Regions from separate parts of the Mus musculus genome. Here regions 1, 2 and 4 are each linked to region 3. A link is a contact called in public HiChIP or PLAC-seq and promoter capture Hi-C data. All regions are on one chromosome and are shown on one strand. The core of a region is the stretch at or near the end of the contact, and the rest is flanking DNA. Distances in the headings are between cores, read along the strand shown.

Region 1 (2,897 bases), core at 343-2,842, 600 kb after region 3:
TGCCAATGTTGAAGGATTGTAGGGGCTTGTGGGACAACTGGTCTATAGTAATGGCACCATTCCCTGAGACCTGCAGAAAGGTGATCCTGTCTCCCTTACACAACCATATAAACAGTCGGTGGAAGATTAGGCCTCTGATGACTGTGTGTAGAAAGTAAGAGTGGAACACACAAGGCACTAGAAGGGCTGGGGCAGTATACTGGGCAAAACAAATTGGGACTGGCCATCTTAGGCGGAATCAGGACAGAAAGGAAACAGGCTTTAGAAGGTGTGCTAGTTGGGAAACTGAAATCCCCGGATTTTAGGCTCTTTTCCATAGCTTCTGGATTATAAACCCTGGGTTAGATAGTAGCAATTATATTTCTGCCTCTTGGCTCCTTGCTCAGTTAAAGACAGTATCTTAGAGAGAGAGGGGTCGCTCAGTGGCATCTACAGAATCCCTTTCAACATTGTCATTTCAAGCTGTACCTTGGGGCCTAAAGCTTGTACTCTAACTTGCACCTACTAAGAGTAACAGGCTCTACCAGCTCAGAGACTTCCTGTTGAGATTGCCAGCCAGAGCAAGCTAGAGTGACAGAGACAGCCTCCCTCCCCCATCCCTTCACCCATCTGGGTCCCCCTTCTCCTGTGCTGGGCTGGTCAGTCTCTCACCCACTGGAATCATCCCCTTTCACTCCCAGGCCCCTCCAGTCCTCAGCACCTACTTTTAAAGGAACGTGTCGCCAAGTCTGAGAAAATATCCGGGTCTTCAGACAGGAGAGACACAGTGGTGCCACCCTGGCTTCTGGGCTGCTCAGGTTCCAGTTCTGGTGTGCTGGACCTCGGGGAAGGTGGAGGGGAGCTGAGGGTCTCACCAGGTCCTGGTCGCTCCGGATCCCAGAGCGCAGAGCGCGCGGAGGTGGCGTGGAATTCCCGCCTTTCCTTTTCACTGCCTGACTCTCCACCCACCCTCTCCCGCCCGCGGGCAGAGACCAATAGGAAGCCTTCTAAATACCGGGAAGCTTGAAACTCATATGTGCTTAATAAACTAAACTTTAATAATTCTGAACCTTAGCCATATTGGGCGTTCGGATTGTTCTTGGTGTTTTTAGTTTCTTTTGGTATCTGCTTTCTCCCCACTTCTTTCTTCCTCCTTCCTCCTAGCTCTTCCTATATCCCAGTGTTCTGTCACCGGCCCAAGTGTACCTATTTACCAACTAATTTATGGAATCTATTCATACGAATTACACAAGACAGCATAAAACTTGTTCGAAAGGAGATAAGCTCTTCTCCAGGCCCTTTCCTCTGGCACCGGGCCACCCTTCTGTCCCTGGCTCCCTTGAAGGTCGCAGCTCTGTGGCTCTCACTCACCACTTTCATTTTGTGAGAAAAGACTTTTGATCGCTGTTCCCTGGCCGGCTGGGAAAGCAGAATTTAGAAACAGGCAGGAATGTAAGTCTCCCTTTCCTTCCCGAACTCAGCCTCCGGCCCAGAATCTTCTGGTCTGTGGCCAGGTGGTGTTTCATTTGTGGACTGGTCGCCTGTCTGTGAGGTTCAGAGGAGCAGCCCCGGGTCTAGCATGGGTTTGGCTAGCAGTGGTCACAGCGAATTGGCTCAATTCTTCTAGTGGTTGGGTTACTTGTTTTTGGGAAAACGAAACTGCTCGGATTTTCTGGCCGGCTGCAGGCATGCTGCCAGACTGAGCTCACTGCTGGTTTTGATGAATCTGTCTTGCTGCCCTTTTTCCAGATAAGCCCCCATCCTTGGCTGTGGGCGGCTTCCTCCCTATAGCAAGAACTTACAGCCTTCTCAGCCTGAGGGGGTTCCCTGCTGTGGAAGGGCTGTTGAAGGAGCTCAGATTCATGCTGGTCTGGGGGAAGCAGAGTGAGAGTGAAGCTTTTGTGAGGATCTCACCTCCTGAGCTCAGAGTTGAGAACTAACCACTGTTAACCCCTGGTACTTGCAGATCTTCATCTGTTCTGTGTTCCTACTGCATGTACACTTGTTACACATGGTTAACACCGTTAACTGCATCAGGATGTGTATTCTAGTTAAAAACCTGTTTTTCCATGGTTCCAAACTTCCCCTTTCAGTATATTTTCTTACCACCATAGTCCTTTTTCTTTAAAATTCTAATTTTCCAGATTGTACAGTGTTGAATGAAAAAGACTGTCATCCTAGAATTCAATACACACTGTCAACCTAGAATTCAACACACACACACACACACACACACACACACACACACACACACACACACACCACTTCACCTAGTGGATAGAAACTAATGATGTCCTTTTCTGGTGAAACAAAACAATTCAGCAAGGGCTTGGTCACCAGGAGACCTTTGTCACAAAAAATGTTAAAGGCTGATGGAAATTTGTACCAGAGTAACACTTAGAGTCACATGAATAAAACCAGTACTACAGGAGTAATTAAGTGAATATTAAAAGGTAATTTATCTTTTTCAGTGTTCAAAAATTACTGAAAAGATAAAGATACAACTATATTATGGTGCTTATAAAATGTAGAAATACAAAACTGTGATAATTACGGGGGCTGGGAAGATGGCTCAGAGACTCTGAGCACACTCTTGTGGTTGACCTGGGTTTGAGTCCCAACACCCACCTTTGGCTCAGGGACCCCGTAACTCCAGTTCCAGGGAGTCAATGTCATTGGCCATGTTGAACACTTGCTCTCAGATGCATGTACCCTCCTGTACTGGCTAGTTTTGTGTCAACTTGACACAGCTAGAGTTATCACAGAGAAAGGAACTTCAGTTGAGGAAATGCCTCCATGAGATCCAACTGTAAGGCATTTCCTCAATTAGTGATCAAGGGGGAAAGGCCCCTTGTGGGTGGGACCATCTCTGGGCTGGCAGTCTTAGGTTCTATAAGAGAGCAGGCTGAGCAAGCCAG
Region 2 (2,789 bases), core at 170-2,669, 910 kb after region 3:
AGAAGGCATTAAAGGCTAAGCCTGACCATCAGGTTTGGAGATCTTAAGTATATATTAAATGTAAGTTACATAGGAAATTATTTAATAGATGCTCAGTAAATAAATGTAATTGGGTTAAGTCATCTGTTTTGTTTTTCAAAGACAGTTTTCTGTGTAGCCCGGGCTGTCCAGGAATTCACATTGTAGACCAGGCTGGCCTTGAACTCACAAAGATCAACTTACCTCTGCCTCTTGATTGCTGAGGTTAAAGGCTTGTGCCACCACACCCAGTTGCCTTGAGTTTTTTGTTTTTAATATATAAAGATTTATTTTTTTTTTTTAATGTACACAAGTACACTGTAGCTGCCTTCAGACACCAGAAGAGGGCATCAGATCCCATTACAGATGGTTGTGACCCATCATGGGATTGCCTGGGAATTGAACTCAAGACCTCTGGAAGAGCAGCCAGTGCTCTTAAACACTGAGTCATCTCTCCAGTCCTACCATGAGTTTTTTAAGTTTCAAATCTGGCGGCTGGAGAGATGGTTCAGTGGTTAAGATCACTAGCTGCTCTTTCAAAGGACCTGGATTTTGTTACCAGCTCCCGCATAGCAGCTCACAGCTGTCTGAAATTCCAGTTCCAGGGGAACACTCTCTCACATACATACATGCAGGCAAAACACCAATGCACATTAAAAAACAAAATGAAAAAAAAAAGATTGTTCAATAGTAGAGTGAGGGGTGCCTGGTTAGAAGCACCACTAAGCCTTGGAGTCTAGGTATATAGATAGAGAAGTTCAAAGTGCTCTAGAGGCAGAAAGAAGCAAGAGGGCTTAGTTTTAGGCTTGTCTGAGTTACACAGCCCGACGTTGGTCTTTCTTTTCTTTTGAAGCTGGACATGGTAACTAAACGCCTGTACCAGTTTATAGTTTCCTAATGAAACCTGTATCCACAACCTGTTTTAGGTACCTTATACCACTCAAGCCTAAGGGCGGGGCAGGAAGGGGGCGCTAATAAGTTTCTCCAGTCTTGTTCAATGTAGGGATTCAAACTCAGATCTGAATGCTTCTTAGCCATCTTTGAGTCGCCGTCTCCTAGTTCATCCGTCCGTCTGTAGTCCTGGTTTCTATCACCTCTATGGGCTTCTTAACCTTACAAGCAAATTAGCTGAGGTTTGTGTTTGAGCAAATAGGATATCTCACACAGGTTTCACAAAAATCTTGTTCACGGGAATAAATCCCGAAAATACCCACTTATTGAAGATATCCGGTGGGAAAGCAACTGCGGGTCTCCTGAGTGTATAGGCAACTGCCCTATCCCTGAGACAGGGAAACCTTTCCGTTGCTGAGGCGACAGACACGACCTGGCCGTTTGGTTCTCCCGCGCACCCAGATGACGTCAGGCGGCGAGATTCTCTTACGCCAAAGCTTCCGGCTCACCATCTTTGTCCCTGGCAAATTGGGTTTTGCGCAGTGGCTTAGATCTAGAGAGAATCGTGACGGGCAGGAAACCATTACACCACCACCCCGGCTGTGCTCTCCGACTGCCGCCGCCGCCGCCGCCACCCCGCCCTTGCCTCCGGTGAGTTCAAGGCGGCTGGCTTTGGGGTGTGCCCTGACTGACTCGCGGTGCTTGTGAGGGAGGGGAGCCCCAAGCCGGGTCATAGGCTCAGGAGGAAAGGAGAGCCGAGGAGCGTGACGGTTGAGGGTGGAAGGAGTCCTCGGGTGTGACCGTTGTGAGGGAAAAGCTGGGAGAAAGTGCCTCCATCGTAGTGACCGTGGTGGCCTGGGGCTGCGCTCCGGTGTAGCAGCGGGAGTTGGGGGCTTCGGAGCGAAGCAAGGTTCCGAAGACCGGCTTGGGGAAGGCTCAGGCCAGGGGTGTGGCCGCTGGAGGCCGAGGGAGAACCACCCAGCTCTCCCGTTTGACATCTGTTCATTGAGAAAGAAGCTCCGACGTGTCTCCACGACTAGGGAGAAGGGATTCCCGCGACCGTTTGGTCACTGAAACCTCTCTTGTCGCACGTATTTGGGGTTAAGAGGCATCTCTCCTTACCTAGTGAAAATTGGACAGATTTCTTGACCTGGGGAAGTGGATAAAGAGAATGGGGACTAACTGTACTTCGAGGAAGGAAGGAGAAACCTGCATAATTGAGGCCACCCCCACCCTCTGTGTAAGAGGGGAAAATAAATCTTAGCATGGAATTTTGTTTTTCTTTTTTTTTTCCCCCCTCCCTATATTCCCTGGGGTTATCAGGAGCAGTCTAGTTTGGGCAAGGCTGTAAATTCTACTAGAAGTGAAAAAAAAAAAACAAAACAAAACCCTGGAATTTCCTGCTATTTCTTTATTCTTTGAATTCACAGGATGTATTAGCTTTTTGAGCAGCCCTCTTTTTAGGAGAAGGCTCTTATTAAACTCAAGCAATTTAGTTATGAAGCAGTGTGAATGTGTCATGGATGCTTCGCTGAATTTTTTTACTTTTAGAAGGGAGATTTTTTTTTCTTTTATTTTAGTGGCCAAACTTTTTTTTTTTTTTTGCAACCTTTGTGGTTTAAAAGACAAAGAACACACTGTAAGCTCAGTAAGGCTAGTGACTAAGAAGGAAGGTGGTCTCTTAGAGAGGAACAATTTAAATTATTAACTGCTCTCCTGTGCAGTTCACTGCTTAGCCTTAGGGTGCACTTACAAGGTAATAATAGAAAGCGGCAGGTGAAGTAGGTGCAGCCATCGGTAACACATTCCAGTGATGACTAAGTGAGGCGGGCGGGCATGTAAACTGAGAACTGAGTAGGTGCCTTGCAGGGTAGACTCCC
Region 3 (2,700 bases), core at 39-2,538:
ACTGTGGCTCCCCCGCCTCTTTTTTTTTTCCTCTGGTCCTTGATTCTTCTTCTTCCCCAACCCCACGTCCAAGGAGAGCTGGACCCCTATCGGCATCTCTATCTTTTCTAGGCCGCCTAGGTACCCGCTGCTGCCTCTCCGGCCAGGGGCTGCGCAGGTGCGGTTGCCTTAGCCCACTGGCCGCGCTCCCGCTTCTTGCCACCCGTAGCTGGGACTGGAGCGGCGATCTACTCGCCCAGACTGACTCCGAAAGAGCGACAGCCTGTGCCCTGCCGCACCGAGGCAACGGGCGAGCGGGTGTCCAGGGGCAAGGCGGGGGTGATGGGTAGGACGAGGGATCGGAGACTGTGAACCTCGGAAAAGTTCAAGGTTTGTGTAGGTTCCCCCGGGAAAGCGAGGAGAGGTGTGAGGCGGGGCAAGGTACCCCTGTGCTGAGACAGCGACACCCTACCGGAGAGGAAAGAAAAGGGTAGCCGGTGCTGCCGAGGGCTGACCACCCCATCTCTCATCCTACAACGCTTACGGGCTGGATACTGGAGGAGACGCTCTGGGAAGAAACGGCTCGAGCTGGGGCGCCTTAGCTGGCGCTTCCGCTCCTTCGCTTCTCCTAGCTTCATCTCCATGGGGCAGCGAGTGCCTAGAGCTCCACCCTTGCTCCAGCCACCGAACCCCAGCCTGGCCAGGCGGCGCCGAGTTGGCCTGTGCTAGCGCAGACCCCGGTCGAGACTGGAGAGAGTGCTGGAGTCCAAGACCGAGCACTGCGAAGGGACAAACATCTGGTCCCCCACCTCAGACGTTTCGTCTGGGCGTCGCCTAGGGTGGTGGCGACCCGCGTCGCCTGTCTCATCCCTGCAAGGAAACTTTTCCTTCCCCGGATGGATTAAAGTTGCCTGGATTTTCTCTCTTTGCGAAAGAAATCATCCGTTTCCTCCCGACCTGGGATTTTCCCTACTGCTGCAGGGCGCTTGGGAGAGGAAGAAAGCCGCGCTGTGCATGTGGGGTTACCACCGAAACCGAGGCGATTCGAGTTCGCGTTGGGGTTCTGTACCTACGAGCGAGTACGGATCTGAGCGGCGCGGCGAGGCCAGGGGCTTCGGCACGCGGCCCTCGGCAGCCACCGGGACGTTGGTGGCCACCGGGCCCTGGGACCGCACGTGCGGCTCCCCCCTCTCCTCGCAGATCCTGCAGGGGGCACCAGCCCGGGGAGGTGGAGACTCCTCCCGCCCCGAGCTGCGCCCCCGCCGGCTCCGAGGGTGTAGCCGGTGGTGCCCGGGACGCCCCTCCCCTCAAAGTGTCCCCGAATTGCGCTTTCTGGCCCCCGAAGCCTCAACAGACACAGCTGGGCGCCAGTGAGTTGGAGGCGACCGAGCCCAGCCTGAGACCAATTCGCCGTGGATCTCTACACCCTCGGACCCCTCCTGCCCCCGCTTCGGCCATGGCCCCAGGGATGTCGGGCCGCCGCGGCGCCGCCCTACTCTGCCTCTCTGTGCTGCTCGCCCACGGTAAGTGTCGCGGCGCAGACTCGGGGTGAAGATGCGGCGGGCGCCCCTGGAGGGGGCGCAGAGAGAACCGAAGGAAGGAGCACCTCATCCCAGTGTTCCCCTGGACTCTCCGCCGTCGCTACCAGCACGGTTCCCGGCTGCAGCGGGAGTCCGCTGAGGGGACCGAGGTCGGTCCAGGGGAGATTGGGGCGGGGGGGGGGTAGATTCCTCGGTCTCAGAGTTAGAATTCAGGGAAAAACCCGAGACCCTGGGGGCGTGTCAGCTCACGGATATCTAGAGGGGTGCGAGAGATCAGCTAGGTCGAGTCTCGGGTACCCGGCCGCAGCTCCCCATGCAGCGCGAGGGGCTGGGGACCACTGGGACCGGCGAGATCGCGGCTTCCGGGCCCGGCGCGCAGGCGGGTGCGGGCCGTGCCGCCGGCTGTCTGGCTTCCTGCGGCGGGCCTAGGACAGGGACGCGCACGGTTGGGGCCCGGGAGGCTTGTGAGCAGCATCTCAATGGCCGGCCGGCTCGCAGAGCAAGTCGGGCGGGGGTCTGGGCAGCGGGCGCGGGCCGGGAGACTGGCGGCGCGCGAAGGCAGCGGGGCCGCGCTCCAGCGTTCTGCAATCTGTTGCGTCTGCTCCCCAGGCTCGCCCTGGGCTCTGGGCTCTGCCGGAAAGGGGTGACGGAGGGAGGAACCCGGGGATGGTGCGCCCCAGCAGTGAGATGGGGGATATGAAGGTTGGAGGCAGGGGGTAGTAGGACAACCTCCCCCACCCAGAGTGGGAACTCAAGATGAGCCAGGAGGGCGCTGCGGCGGGCTTCCGCAAGCTGGAGATGCTCCAGGAGGAGAGGGGCGCAAACCTAAACGAGAGAAAGGGAGCTGTGGAAGCAAGGGGGCAGGGGCGGCGGGGAAGCGGCCCTCTGCTGCGCCCAAGTGAAACCAGCTGACCCGGGACAATTCCCCAACCAGCAAAGGACTAGCTAGGGATATAAGACTCTGATGCCCCACTCCCGAGAGGGTGAGCCAAGGACAGAATTGGAGAAGGCCTTAGTGGAGCGAGCCATCTGGATGTTTGAGAGAACCGTCCGTTTGTAGTGGTCAGCTTTTGCCCGAATCTGTGCAGTCCCTGGCAGCCTGATTTGAGTGTGCTGTGAACCTCCCCACGGTCTCTTAATTCGTTTTTGCTCCGCAACGAACCCCCCTCCGCGCCCCTCG
Region 4 (2,700 bases), core at 88-2,587, 560 kb after region 3:
AGTGAGAAATGTATCTTTGCTTAAAGGGGAATATTATATACCAGTTATCTGGATTTCAAAGAAGAAATGTAAAAAGGCTGACCAGGCTTTATGCTTCTGGCTGCTATGAAAGGGTGTGGTCGCCAGGTCCCAGTCCCCGTGCCTTCTCCACCCCCTCCCCCCATGAGTCACAAGGCTACAGAATCCAACATGAATCTCTCTGTGACACCCTTGGGCTTTTCTGGACTTACTGACTGCAGCCTCCAACTGTGTTGACTGCAGGAGAAGGGAAAGTGCTGGCAGCTGAGTCTCTAACTAATAGAGAGATTATTAATGGCTTTAAATCTCTTTAACAGCACCCCTCCCCCTTTCCGCTTCCTTTAGCTTGCTTCTTTAGTCTGTTGGGGAGGAGGGAACCTGATTTGTTCCCCCAGCTCCAGGGGTTCTGGGGGTATCCATGCCTGAGTTGTAAAGAGTTAAGAGAAATATGTACTCGCCAGAACATTAAGAAGCGCAAAGAAGGGCAGGAGAGGACAGTTGGCTCCAGGACTGGAGGAATGCTTAGGGTCGGGAAATCTAGGCTGGAGTTAGCCCCCTGGGAGCTCAGTCCTTTTCCGCCTCCACCCTCACTCCCAGTTGCAGCATATCCTGCTCTGGATCCTTTCGAACTACCCTGTCCCCCCCTTCAGCCCCCAAGCAGCAACTTGTTCTGCAGGAAACCGCGCCTGGAGGGTAAAGGTAGAGGAAAGCAGGGCGGGGGTGGGACGCGGGGGATATCAACAATCTGGAACGTTTGGGGAAGTGGAGATAAAGGAGGGCCAAAAAATGGGAATGGGTGGGTAGGGGAGTCGGGGGTGGGGGACTTTTGGGATAGCATTGGAAATGTAATTGAAGAAAATACGTAATAAAAAAAAAAAAAAGGAGGGCTTTAATTTTCTGCCTCTTGTTTTTCCAGGTGCCTCCACCGACCCATCATCCTGAAGATCGCTGTCCTTGGTAAGCTGAAGATCTTGCTGTGAGGATTCCAGCAGAAACCAGGGAAACTGAGGGACTTTCAGGCACCGAGGAGAGGGACCCTGGAGCAGTGGAGTCTGAAGGGTCCCGTGAAGGGTCAAGTAGGGTCGGGGAGGTTTGGGGGACATGGGATTGTGCCAGGTTTCCTTCCCTGAGTGGCCGTAAGAACTATTAACGCCCCTTCAAAGTGAAAAAGAAAAAAAAAAAAGCTCTTCTCTTTCTTAAAGTTAACTGAGGTTACTGGAAGCACTGGGGTTTCCTGGTCCATGGAACAGGACTGCTTTCTGCAGATTGCCCCGCCCCATGCGATGTCACTGCGCTCAGCTGATTTAAGGACAAGAGCACACAGGGTAGAGGTCTCCACTCTGGACCCAGGACATCAGCTCTGATTCCAGGAGACGGGGCGCCCTGCGGGCTGCGGAGGACAGACTCCGGCGGGTAACGGGTTCCTCTTAGTCTTTTGCACAAGTTTTTTTATCAGATCCAGGGTCATCAGGTTCCCCCGCGAGGTTGTGGGGAGGCAGGGTGCCGCGCCTGAATTCCAGAGTTCGCTTCCTATAACCTGTGGTAACATCCATGGATAGCCGGCTGGGAAGCATCTGGGGCCCATAGGCTTAGGCGGCAGAGGGCCGGAGGTGTTGAAGGCTTGGGAAGGGAAGTCCCGGGGAAGGTGGCCGAGTGAGGAGAGGGACCTATCTCGGGGAGGAGACGAGAAGTGTCCGGTCTATCACCAGAGTCACCTTTAAACCTCTGGCTTGGTGCCTACAGAGCCCAGTGTCTGTGATAACTGATAACGCGGTTAACAACAATTCAGTGGGCAGACCAAAGAAGCAGGTCTGCAAAGCATGATTCTGTGACTTTGTTTCCCTTTAAACAGGGTGGTTCTGAAAGCAGAAGTGGCAGGGGAAGTGATCAGAGAGATGAAAGCACTTGGTAGTAGCTCCTCAGGTCCTAGGGTTGGGGTGAGGTGGTTGCTCGTGGTTCAGAGGCAAGGCCCTAAGAGGAAGTGGGTGTACTGTCTGAAGTTCTCCAAAGCTGGGTTTGTCGTGCCTGGGAAATAGAAACTGATCCCTAATGTGTGTGTGTGTGTGTGTGTGTGTGTGTGTGTGTGTGTGTGTGTGTGTGTGTGGTGGGGAAGTGGGAGAGGGGAATAGGCAGGAACTGAGGGTTTCTGTGTCTGAACCTATGGCAGAGCAGTGACTTAGTGCCACAGCACGCTGAACCGGATGGAAGGGTTTAAATGCCAGAAGACATTTAAACTTTAAATGCCTCTATCTTTGTGAAAGTGAAAGAAGAGACTGACATGGCTGTGGATTTTCCAGATGGGATAGGAGTTCTGCCAATCAGAAAGCAGAACTCCATTTCTGAATTATTGACATAGCAGGAGGACTTTCAGGAGTCGCTGCTGGACCCAAAAGGCAGTCTCTACATTCTAATGTCTTTGTTGGTGAAAATATGAAACAAAACGAAAAACTACTCTCAAACTTCTCGAGGGTATTACTTCCTGCTCTTATGTAACTGCAAGGGAGGAGAGGAGGTGTCTTTTAAATTGTGCACAGTTTGTAAAGCCCACTGTTCTCCTCAGCACACAGTAGGTTTTCACTGAGAGGGCACTTGGTGGATCTAAGAAGTCTAGACTTATAACAAGCAAGGGAGAAGGAAAACAAAGATTAGAGGCATCTAAAAGTCTTAAAATGCCAGGTGAGA

What was found. Promoter capture Hi-C pulls out the DNA fragments that hold promoters and counts their contacts. HiChIP or PLAC-seq counts read pairs in DNA pulled down with a chosen protein or histone mark.
Region 1: a promoter capture Hi-C map of embryonic stem cells shows a contact between it and region 3, with 2.7 times the contacts expected there. The contact joins the promoter of Slfn9 here to the promoter of Tmem132e in region 3. A contact is called at or near these places in 1 of 39 promoter capture datasets (embryonic stem cells), 2 of 484 Hi-C or Micro-C datasets (embryonic stem cells and palatal mesenchyme) and 1 of 115 datasets of contacts at active chromatin or transcription factors (stem cell-derived neural progenitor cells).
Region 2: a contact with region 3 is called in a promoter capture Hi-C map of embryonic stem cells, with 2.6 times the contacts expected there. The contact joins the promoter of Ap2b1 here to the promoter of Tmem132e in region 3. A contact is called at or near these places in 1 of 39 promoter capture datasets (embryonic stem cells) and 1 of 115 datasets of contacts at active chromatin or transcription factors (embryonic stem cells).
Region 4: a contact with region 3 is called in an H3K4me3 HiChIP or PLAC-seq map of embryonic stem cells, with 19 read pairs. The contact joins the promoter of Slfn5 here to the promoter of Tmem132e in region 3. A contact is called at or near these places in 1 of 39 promoter capture datasets (hippocampal neurons), 1 of 484 Hi-C or Micro-C datasets (olfactory sensory neurons) and 5 of 115 datasets of contacts at active chromatin or transcription factors (embryonic hindbrain, embryonic stem cells and stem cell-derived neural progenitor cells).

The regions. Positions count from the first base shown.
Region 1 is chr11:82,990,238-82,993,134 of GRCm38.p6, forward strand. It overlaps Slfn9 (schlafen 9), which reads right to left and starts at 1,593. Exons shown (of 5, transcript NM_172796.2): 1 at 1,351-1,593.
Region 2 is chr11:83,301,278-83,304,066 of GRCm38.p6, forward strand. Ap2b1 (adaptor-related protein complex 2, beta 1 subunit) reads left to right here and starts at 1,420. Exons shown (of 22, transcript NM_001035854.2): 1 at 1,420-1,560.
Region 3 is chr11:82,387,612-82,390,311 of GRCm38.p6, forward strand. It overlaps Tmem132e (transmembrane protein 132E), which reads left to right and starts at 1,289. Exons shown (of 9, transcript NM_001304439.1): 1 at 1,289-1,502. The coding sequence starts at 1,436.
Region 4 is chr11:82,950,765-82,953,464 of GRCm38.p6, forward strand. Slfn5 (schlafen 5) reads left to right here and starts at 1,338. Exons shown (of 6, transcript NM_183201.4): 1 at 1,338-1,431. All of the region lies in intron 1 of Slfn5os (schlafen 5, opposite strand), which reads right to left.